2 separate regions of the Zea mays genome follow, and region 1 is linked to region 2. The links are chromatin contacts, called in public Hi-C maps. All regions are on one chromosome and are shown on one strand. The core of a region is the stretch at or near the end of the contact, and the rest is flanking DNA. Distances in the headings are between cores, read along the strand shown.

Region 1 (5,407 bases), core at 2,603-5,102, 380 kb after region 2:
CTTTTCTTGCATCTTCCAAGTTCCAACAAGCGTAGATACACCTCCACCCCCTAGATAGACTATACCGATAAAAGAAAAAAGGCATCAACTTCATCAAGATTATAAAATGCACACACAACTAGACAAACCTAAGAGGAACTGACATTTTCTTAAGAAGAAAATAAGCACCCAAATTCGCCTCGGCAAAGACTTGAACCTGGGTGGTCTAGGCATACATCCATACCCAGTGAAATGCATCTCTCTTCAATTGTTCTTTTAAAACAGGACAACTTAACCAAGTATGAAGGTTTCATTAAGCCACAAACACTTCTACTAGGTCAATTTCCACTCAGTGTTTTTTTTTTAAAAAAAGTTTTAAAAGAACAATTGAAGAGATGGTGCTGTCCAAAAAAAGAACATCCTCCCCATCACTGGGTCTACCCTTTTGCCCTCTAGTCACTAAAGCGTTACTTTTAGGACAAGCACAACAAGCAACAAAGAAGCTAATTGCGCTGTCCCAAGCATCATGTTTATTTGACTGGAGGTATATGCCATTTTGTGCATAATATTTTTTTGTTAGCAAAACCAAGATATAATGACCTATTTGGCCTTGATTCACCTTCACCTTCTATAATATTCCAAGACAAAACGTCAAATAGATGATAGCTTCTTGGGCTTAACCCTAGGTCCACTTTGTACTAGAGATCCCAAATATGCTAAGCGAGACTGCGAGAGGATCTGGAGACTTAGGTTATGGCTGATGGCTTATGACTTATGAGCAAACATCTAATAAACTAGATTATTTGAGAAGATTAAACTACGCCAAACAGAAACATATCAACTGGCATGCTTATATTATGACAAGAACTTAAAAATGAACAGGTAGAAACATATGTGGCATGAAGTACTATTCTATGCAACTGTCCATATCAACATGCAAGTTAGCTATCAGGAAATGATAATTTTGCTTCCTTGGAGATGTGAATTGTGAAGATCAGAGAGAACTGAAGATTGTGTGATTAAGAACAACTTGCCCACATACTTGACAAGCTACTGTCCGGATGGTACTACTTATTAGGGTTACTTCACAACTTATTACACTCGCATAATACCTAGTAAACATAGGCATGGCGAGCATGCTTTTTATCGAACGCGTTTGAGAACTGCGCATCTTATATATTAGAGAGGAAGAAAAAACCATACAAAAAAGGAGATCTTGCTGAGCAAGTCTCCTAAGGACCCTACAAAAAACCCGAAGGAAATTACAAACTGGTACCGTAACTTGACCCGACCTCGCCAAGAGCTGCAACTAAGACTAGGCTCTCAAACTCCTTAGCTCCTGCTATTGCCCCGCTAACACACTCATCTAAGAAACATCTAAAAATTCTAGATAAGGATGGAGACTCCCCATGAAAAACCGCTATGTTTCTCTAAAGCCATAGGCATCAAGCTCCCAGGATGATCAAAGAGTTAAACCTCCTTTTCCTAGTCTTGATAACCCTGAGGCTCACCTTTCTCCACCAGTCTGCAAAAGACTCCTCGTTAGCTGCAGGAGTGAGATGCCCCAAGCTAAAAACAGCAAGAATTTTGTGCCAAAATTGACGGGCAAAAATGCAAGCGGTAAGGAGATGCTGAATTGTCTCTTGGGCTTGGTCACACATGGGGCATACATCTGGGTGTGGCATCCCCCTCTTCTCCAACCTGTCAGTTGTCCAACACTTGTTCCTTATCGCCAGCCAAAGGAAAAACTTGCATTTTGGAGGGGCCCAAGTCTTCCACAATCTCTTCCATGGCTCAAAAACAGTAGAGTAGAAGAATAAGACATTGTAACAGGATTTAGAAGAAAACAGCCCCGAGGCCTCATGTGGACATGGCGAGCATGTTGCCGACTGAGAATTTTCCCTTCACAATTTAACAAGAACAGGAAAGAGTTCTACAATTATAAGCAGTAACATGTGCCATTGATGTACTGAACGGGCAAAGTAGTGATCCTAATACACTGATTTTTTTTTACAAAGCATCGGCATTGGGGTCCATCGATCATCAATTTGCCTCGACAAAACCGAAAACCACAATATGAAGTCTGATTCGCTGTTTATGTTGTCACCACCATTGGTAATGGAGCAAACACCCTTTTCTGGACAGACCGCTGGTTGCATGGCTGCTCATTGGAAGAACTAGCACCTGAGGTAGTTAGAAAGGTCCCTAGAAGAACAAGGAAGCTAAGGATGGTGGCCCAAGCCCTGCAGAACCAAGCCTGGGTTACTGATATTCATGGAGTACTTGGTTTGATTGGCCTCACAGAATTTCTACAGCTCTGGGATACATTGGCTGAGGTTACTCTAAGCCAATATGATGACCTGCATGCATGGAAGTTCGATGCCACAGGTCAGCCATCCACCAGGTCAGCCTACAGAGCTTTCTTTGTCGGTTGCATACCTTTTGAACCTTGGAAGAGGCTTTGGAAACCTTGGGCTCTAGGGAAATGCAAAAATATCCATATGGTTGGCCACCAGAAATCGTTGTTGGACTGCTGACCGCTTGGAAAAAAGAGGGCTTCCTCACCCCGAGCAATGTCCTTTGTGCGATCAGGAAAATGAGACTGTCCAACATATTTTAACATCATGTGTTTTTGCTAGACAATTCTGGTTTAGTATTCTGCAGCCACTAGATTGGTCAAATTTGGTGCCTAGCAGTAGGACCAAATCTTTTGCAGAATGGTGGCGGCGTGGCGCAAATCTTTGAAAAAAGTCCACAAACAGCATAAGAAAGGTCTTAATTCCTTGATCATTCTTGGTGCTTGGATCCTATGGAAACATCGTAATGGTTGTGTCTTTGACGGATCCGCTCCTTCCATCCAAACTGTTGTACAGGAGGTCAAGAATGAGGTTGTCCTATGGCAGGTAGCTGGGGCCAAAGGGCTGCTGGTCCTGGACCTTGGAAGGTTGCTGGTCTAGGCTAGGTTGGGTAGAAGTAGAAATTTGGGTCTGGTCTCTTTGTTGAGTTATATATAAGTTCTGTTTCAGATCCCACATCCCTCTCTATGATCCTACGTGGGGTGATGTTTGATGTACTGGATCATTTTTCTCTTATATAAAAAAATACGCATTCGAAAAAAAATAGTCTTATAGAAACCAGCTCGGTGCTATTGCCATCCTAGAGTCCAAAATAACCACACACACACACACACACGTTGCCCGACCGAACCAAACAAACAACTGCAGTAGACTAATACAGCGATGCGGCTGATCCCAGCACGACCTAAGAACCATAACGATTTCTCACGTGATGCAACTATCCGCGGCAGTACGACCTAGCCAGCGCAAAAATTGGACACATGAGGCGAGAGGAAAGGATTGTAAAATCGATCGCCGAGGGACGCCGGTTACCCGGCCGGCCGGCCAGGCGCGGAAGGTAAGGTTACCTTGATGCAGAGATTGCCAGTGCAGATGATGTGTTGGATCTTGCCGGGCACGAGCATGGACTTGAATTTGGCGGGGAGGTCGGGCGCCCGGTGCGGGATGTGCAGATCCCCCAGCGCAAGCACAAGCACCATCCTCCCCGGCTATCGCCTTCTTCCCCCTCCCCACCTCCTTCCTCTTGATCTCCTACTGAGTAGTACTCCACGATCCGCGTCTCACACCTCACGTCAGCTCTCTATCTGATAGAGCTGCACACCATGATCCGAGTCAAAACCGTCAAGCAGCTCAACCCTCTCCGAGAACAAGACCGATCCCCCTTGGCCCTTCCCCCCCTTGCTTCAGATGCGCGAGCGCGACACAAGGGGAGAAGAGAAAGGGAGGGGCAAGCACGTGGGGCCACTGTGGGTCTACTTGTCAAAAACGACGAAGTGGCCCCGCATTGGGCTCATGACCGGGCCGGATGAGTGTTGTTCGTCGTCGTCAGCACTGGGCTTTAGCATGCTGTGCACGACGGATACGGCCCGTTTGAGGCTCCATCGGTTTCGCCAAGTTCGTTGGGCTAGCGTTAAGCTAAGCAAAACGTCAAGCTCTTCTTCCTCTTTTCAACGTTTGAAAGATCGACGGTCTAGAATCTAGATGTACTATCAAAAAATTTGAATCCTCCTATTAAAAAAAAATTGAATCCTAACTGAAAGGATACATCAGCTAAATAGATTCTTACAAATCTATACTCTCTCCGTCTAAAATAGTATTCGTTTTAGATCTTGGTTTTTATGTCTATATTCAAATGAATGATAATAAATCTATACACATATATATAATACATACATCAAGTATTGTAAGAATTTGTTAATTTTCTAAAGAGAGGGAGTATAATTCAGTATTCCCGTTTACAGATTTACCTAGTTCAATTCAGAAACTCTGTCTATAGATTTCTCAAGTTCAATACATAATCTCCATGTATCCTATATTTTCAAGATTTATGCCATCCATATTATTCAAAATATTACCTAATTATCATTGTTTATATTGGATTAATGTTGGCTTGGCCCAATTAATATTCAATAATAGTCAATGCTAGTGGTCCACTTTAATGATATGGTATACTAATAATTTAGTATCATATTGTAAGTTCAAGAGATCAATCAATCAACTTAAATAGGTGCACCAATTGGTGCATCTATTAAGAAGTTGGGAAAAGAATGAAAAACGACCACACGCGCGCGTGCCGCCGCCGCCGGCGGGCCGTGGCCGTGGTAGATCGAACCTTGGTTCGAATATTCCTTTCAAATAACTGCGCATTTTGCCTTGTCCGCAGAGGTTGTAACACCCTAAATTTGGGGGTATAAAATTTCTTTCTAATTACCTACCAAATTCAGGTGTTACTCCTCTCTCTCTAGTTTCTCTCTCTTTTTCTTTTTAGTAGAATTAGCTTAATTAGTGAGGGGTTGATTATTTTATTTTGTCAAAACAATATGAGTCATGAAATGTTGCATCGTGGTGAGCTCCAAATATTTTTTAAATTGTTGCACATGTTTGATTTAGTTTGAATTTGAATTCAAAACCCTAGAGAACATAAATAGAAAAACATTAGAAATTCCCTGAAAAATAGAAAAAACCATTTCAGCCCAAGTCGGACAGACGGACCCGGCCTATCGGCGCCAGCCCACGCACCCCTTCTCTCTCTCTCTCTCTGCTCTGTGGGGTCGGCCTGTCGGTGCTGATCCCCTCGCACGCGCTCATCCTCTCTCTCTGCCCTGCGGACCCACCCGTCAGACCTCGTCCCTAACCTCCCACCCACGCCCCCATCGTGGATGCGTCCACGTTCACGCGTTTTCCGGCCATCTCCGCACGCCCTCTGTCACACTCGGGTTTTAGGGACCCGGGCGCGAACATAATCACCAGGTGCGCTGGGACCAAGTCTCACACATATGATAAATCATGGTACAGAAACGAATGTAATAACTTTACTATATAATAGGAGTTCTGTACAAAATAAATAAATA
Region 2 (5,062 bases), core at 482-2,981:
GTAATTTGATGCAGCTGGAAGAAAGCAAGCACACTTACTGCAAACATTGCAGCGTTACCGAGAGCACCACCAATCTTGTCCAGTCGAAATGAATTCTTGGCTAAAGACAAACTGCTAGATAACATGTTTGACATAATCCTTGAACCGTTGCCCCTGTTGTCCTCTGCATCATCCTCTGATCGGCTATGGGTAGCACAAACATCTTCAAATGAGATAAATTGACTCTTGTCACTCACTTCACCAACAAATGCCAAGACCTCATCGATGATTCTATGCTTCTTCCCTTGATGTTCTGCTAACCTCGTAGCAAGGACTAGACGGCTTTGCTCCAGTCTAGCAATTGCAGAATCTCGCTCTGCCTGATGTCGTGATTGAACAGTCTGTAAAGCAAAATTAACACTAGTGAGAAATAGATCTCACAAAAAGATTCAACAGGAACAAGTAAAACTAAGTTAACTAAAGGCCCCAGCACTTGAAAGTGTTGATAATGGATATGCATGTAAATGTCTATTAAATCCACTAACCCTTGCCATTGGGCAACTTTGTGGTAGTGATTTTTCCCCTTAAAAATCTGAGAACTCATTTTGCTAAAATAGTAAAACAGAATAAATTTAATAAGTAAGTGATCTAAGTACTTACAGCACAGGACATGGAAGTTTTTACATAGTAATGGTGCTCCTATATTGGCGCTTTGCACGAAGTAACAATCAACTTATAAAGTATTCGGCCCCAACTGGCATCGAGAGGACATGAAACATAAGAGAGCAAGCACCCGAGGGCAATGAAGGCCATGTGGCTCCAGTGAGCGAGATATTTGCACCTCAACCATTCAAGGCCAACCACTTGTGAGCCAAATGACCTGAACTCTAAGTAAATAACAATTCCAATAACAAACGTAAATTCAGAATCATGGCAAAACATTAAAAGCCCACCTAGTAGAATAGATATTCAACAGCAACTTAGTTTCTACCATTAGAATACCATACAAGCATTGTATCCCAATAAAACACAAGTGGCCATTATGGATTACCATGGATTACCATGGATACGGTCATCCAATTCAGTTCGAGAATGAACAATCCATTAGCCACAAAACAAGCAGAGGCACGGGCAATATTGGTGATGAGGACTCGCTAATTTCTCATGCTCAATGGCTTCAACGCAACGACCGGCAATCACGAGAACAACGCGCGACCGGGGCTCCAAAAAGCAGTCCCCATTCGTCACAGCAGCAGCCCAGAAGCGGTGGTCCTAACCAGAATTAACTCACACTGCCAAGTGCCAACCGCGCGGAACCCTAGAAGAGCTGGGACTGGGATGCTCTATCCATAGGGGAGCAGAGGGGTGGAAGGGAACCAGGAGCCTCACGTGTAAAAACTCGAGGTGGTCCTCGACGTCCTCGAGCGCAGAGCGGATGGCGTGCAGGCTCCTGACCTCGGACACGGACTCCGCGGCGGCGGCCAGCGCCTCTCCTCCGCCCTTGACGAAGACGCAGCCGTTCCTACCGCCGCTGACTCGGTGGGCCCCTTTGACGGGTGGCGCGGACGGCACGGGAGGAGGCTGGGGAGCGAGCAGGAAGAGGTGCGCGCGGGAGGCGGCGAGGATGGCGTCGCTGAGGCGGTCATGGAGTTCCCAGATCCGCTCAAGGGCTACCTCTGCTTCCGACGCGTCCCACCGCATTGCGCCGGCGCGCGCTGTCTGGGGGTCCCGGTGAGGGGAGGAAGGACGGGAGCGGAAGCGGAGGGAAAGAGAAACGAAGGGGAGGGGGAGCGACGGGCATATGTTATGGCGGCACCACCGAGGCGGGTGGGTGGCGAGCTTTCGATATGTTTTGTTGGTTGCGGCGGTGAAATAGTCCACCTCCCTTTTTTTTTTGAAATGGAAACGCATTCCATGGCTATTAAGCAGCTCTAGGCACATCGCCGGAGACAATATTACAAATGAAGTCCGGTGCATGATCTAGCCATAAACTAGAGTCAACGTCACCTGAATTTGCTCCATGAGCAGTTAAACAGTCAGCAACTAAATTACAGGTTCTTTGACATTTAGACACAATACAACAAGCAAACTCAGAAAACATCCTACTCCTTATTTCCTTGAATACTACGCCTAAAGCAGAGAGGTCATATTCTTGTGAGGTCAACGCCGTCTTCAGGATCGCAGCATCGGTTTCAATCATCACATTTTGCATTCCAAGGAAAACAGCCAGCTCCAAACCTTTCATACAGGCGACGCTCTCAGCATGAAGGGTAGAGGATATGCCAGTCAAAGTGCCCGCCCCCGCAGCCAAGAAACTGCCATCGTGGCCCCTGATAATACATCCCCAGCCGCCCAAACCTGATTTCGCCAGATATGAGCCATCGCAATTTATTTTGTAAAAGCCTGCTGGGGGAGGCTGCCATTTTAGGTTCATAGGTGGGGCTCTAGCAGATTTTCCTATCTGAAGTTTCTCCATATTCATCAAATGGTAGGCAACAGTATTGCACACCTCTTCAGTAGATCCACACCTTTCCCCTTGGATTGCCTTATTGCGAGCTGACCACCAGCACCATAACAACAGCACGACCTTAATCTTGGTTTCTTCTCGGAGAGTTAGGATGGATTCAATGACCTCCAAAGCCGACGCTTTGCTTGCCAGGAGTATTCTTGTGTCCTCCAGACATAAACACCTCCAGACCTGCTTCACTTTTTTGCATTTAAAAAAGAGATGGCCACCATCTTCATCAAGACGGAAACACATGGGGCACAGAGTTTCAATTTTTATACCTCTTCTTGCTATGTTTACTCTGACAGGGTGGCTATTGTGGGCTAACCTCCATAAGAACATTTTTATTTTGTTAGTCACATTTACATTCCATATTGACTTCCAAACGTTCTCCCCTCGCCCGCTAATTGAGGAGTATGCATCTGCATTATTGTGATGGTCACGTCTCCTACTTGCCAAGGCATATGCTGATTTAACAGAGAAATTTCCTTTAGGATCTCCATGCCACGCAAGTGTATCCTCCATTCCTTCTTGGATTGGGATGACCATAGTGCACCTCCCGTTGGAGGGAAGAGTGGCGAGGAAAGCGCGGCTCAAAGTGCTTTCAGTATTCTCTCGAGTTTTTGTCACACTCGATTTTATGGTCAAAACCGAATACATAATATATATATATACATATGAGAATCTATTTTTCATATATATGTTAATGTCGCAAGTCTAATATATCAAAATATAATATAATAAGTTATAAATAAAGTAGAGTAACTTTATTACATCATTTAGACATAAGTGTCTTAAATAATATCATCATCAAAGTACAGCGGATAAAACACGGACGCTCTTTCACATGAAGATGACTGACACATCGTTAGACTTAGTACTCGTCAACATCGTCTGCAAAGTCTTCTTCATCACCCTCTGATCAAAATATTAGCAAGAGGTGCGCTCACTTATGGTCGGGGCTCAGCAAGTGGGAGGAGTAATGCAAGTTTAATAAGGTATGCTATGGATAAGAGGTAAGCATTTTAGTTGATCAATATTTTATTAACAACGTCTGACTTACTAATTGTAAGTGTATCCCAAAATATCCCAATTAAACATAAGCATATGATTATATCAAAAATACTTAAGTGAAATCACTTAAGCAAACCATTTAAAAATCATCGGATCATGATTTATTTTCCATCTTTAAGTTTAATTATCATGTGAGGGTTCAGGTTGCTCTTAACTGTGAGCACGACTGATTTATTTTCCATCTTTACACTCTGCAGAGGTGGTACAACTTTACCCACAAGTCATGTATCCCATCTAGCCTGGATTGTACGGACCCGTAAACAGTACGAGGTGAATGGCTAGGGATCCATTATGAGCTTTCACAAAATATCCTTAGTACAAAGCCATCCGCTAAGGTTTTCACGTCAGTATTGATGGCCCTCTGGACGAGGTAACTTAGCCAAGACTACCACCCCATGTTAAAATGAGCTGCCACCAAACCACTGCCGCCCCCTCTTGCCCATCTTTCAGGTAGGGTTACTAAGCACTAAGTCTATAGAGCTAATTATCAAAGTCAGAGCCATTATAGCACTCGTGGTTGCACTGTTATCCTAGGTGGTCACTTCATGTTCCATTTAATACGAATGATCTTGTTTAACCATCGAGTTAATATCATAATAAAAACTTCATTTTTGGAATATTAGTATCATTAAAGAGTGACACCATAATTATCAAGTTGAGCGGTAGCACAAATTGCCAAGCATAATATTTATCCCAGCGTAGTCAAGGAATAGGGTTGGTATTTCTAGGAAATCCTATTTAGGCAAATCCCATCAAATTATGCAAATATCCGAAAGTAAACATTATTATATGCATTACTTGGGTACAGATAGAAATGCAGAGGGAGAACCACTTGCCTTGCTCAAACGTGTCCTACGGGTCGTCTTCGAACGTGTTTGGATCGTCTACCACACAATTAGCTTCTAATATCGATTCACATATCGTACAAACAAAAGAAAACATACACCAAATAAATAAACATACACCATTACATGGGTATCGTTCACCATCACATGAACACTCATATATAGGGGCGGACCCACAGGGGGGTCCGGGTGGGCCCTAGCACACCCTAAGCCAGGCCCACCGGGGACCCCACCCGACCATCCTGTTGGCCCGACGCGGGATGGCAGTTCCTGGCGTTCCAAATTCTCGATCGTTCGGCTTCCCAGACTCAATTCCTGGCGGCTGGCGATTGGTGTCTCTATGACTCCGCGTCTGGCGGCCTAGCCGGCAACGGCGAGCCAGCGGTAGGAACACGCCAGGCGCTCAGGCCCCATGCGCTGAGCCGCTGTCCGCTACTCCGCTGACGCCTGACGGCTGACGCTCCCACTCCTCCCATCCTCCCACACCGGACCAGCGTGCGGCGTCCCGCGAAGGCTGCACCGCTGCTGCTGGCATCTTGGTGACTTGGCAATTAGCATCTTGCTCTGCTTAGTCTGCAACGGCCAAGGGCCAACAACATCTATCTTGCAAGTTGAAAGTTGCAATGACATCCTGCAAGCTGCAACGCCCATGGCCTAC

The links. A called contact is a pair of places that touch in the nucleus more often than the background predicts.
Region 1: a Hi-C map of ear shows a contact between it and region 2, with 1.9 times the contacts expected there. The contact joins the promoter of LOC100281359 here to the promoter of LOC100383799 in region 2. A contact is called at or near these places in 2 of 25 Hi-C or Micro-C datasets (ear and tassel).

Annotation. Positions count from the first base shown.
Region 1 is chr4:230,874,923-230,880,329 of Zm-B73-REFERENCE-NAM-5.0, forward strand. It overlaps LOC100281359 (vacuolar protein sorting 29), which reads right to left and starts at 3,853. Exons shown (of 3, transcript NM_001154277.3): 1 at 3,404-3,853. The coding sequence starts at 3,535.
Region 2 is chr4:230,492,554-230,497,615 of Zm-B73-REFERENCE-NAM-5.0, forward strand. It overlaps LOC100383799, which reads right to left and starts at 1,732. Exons shown (of 3, transcript NM_001176433.1): 1 at 1,369-1,732; 2 at 640-859; 3 at 1-380. The coding sequence starts at 651.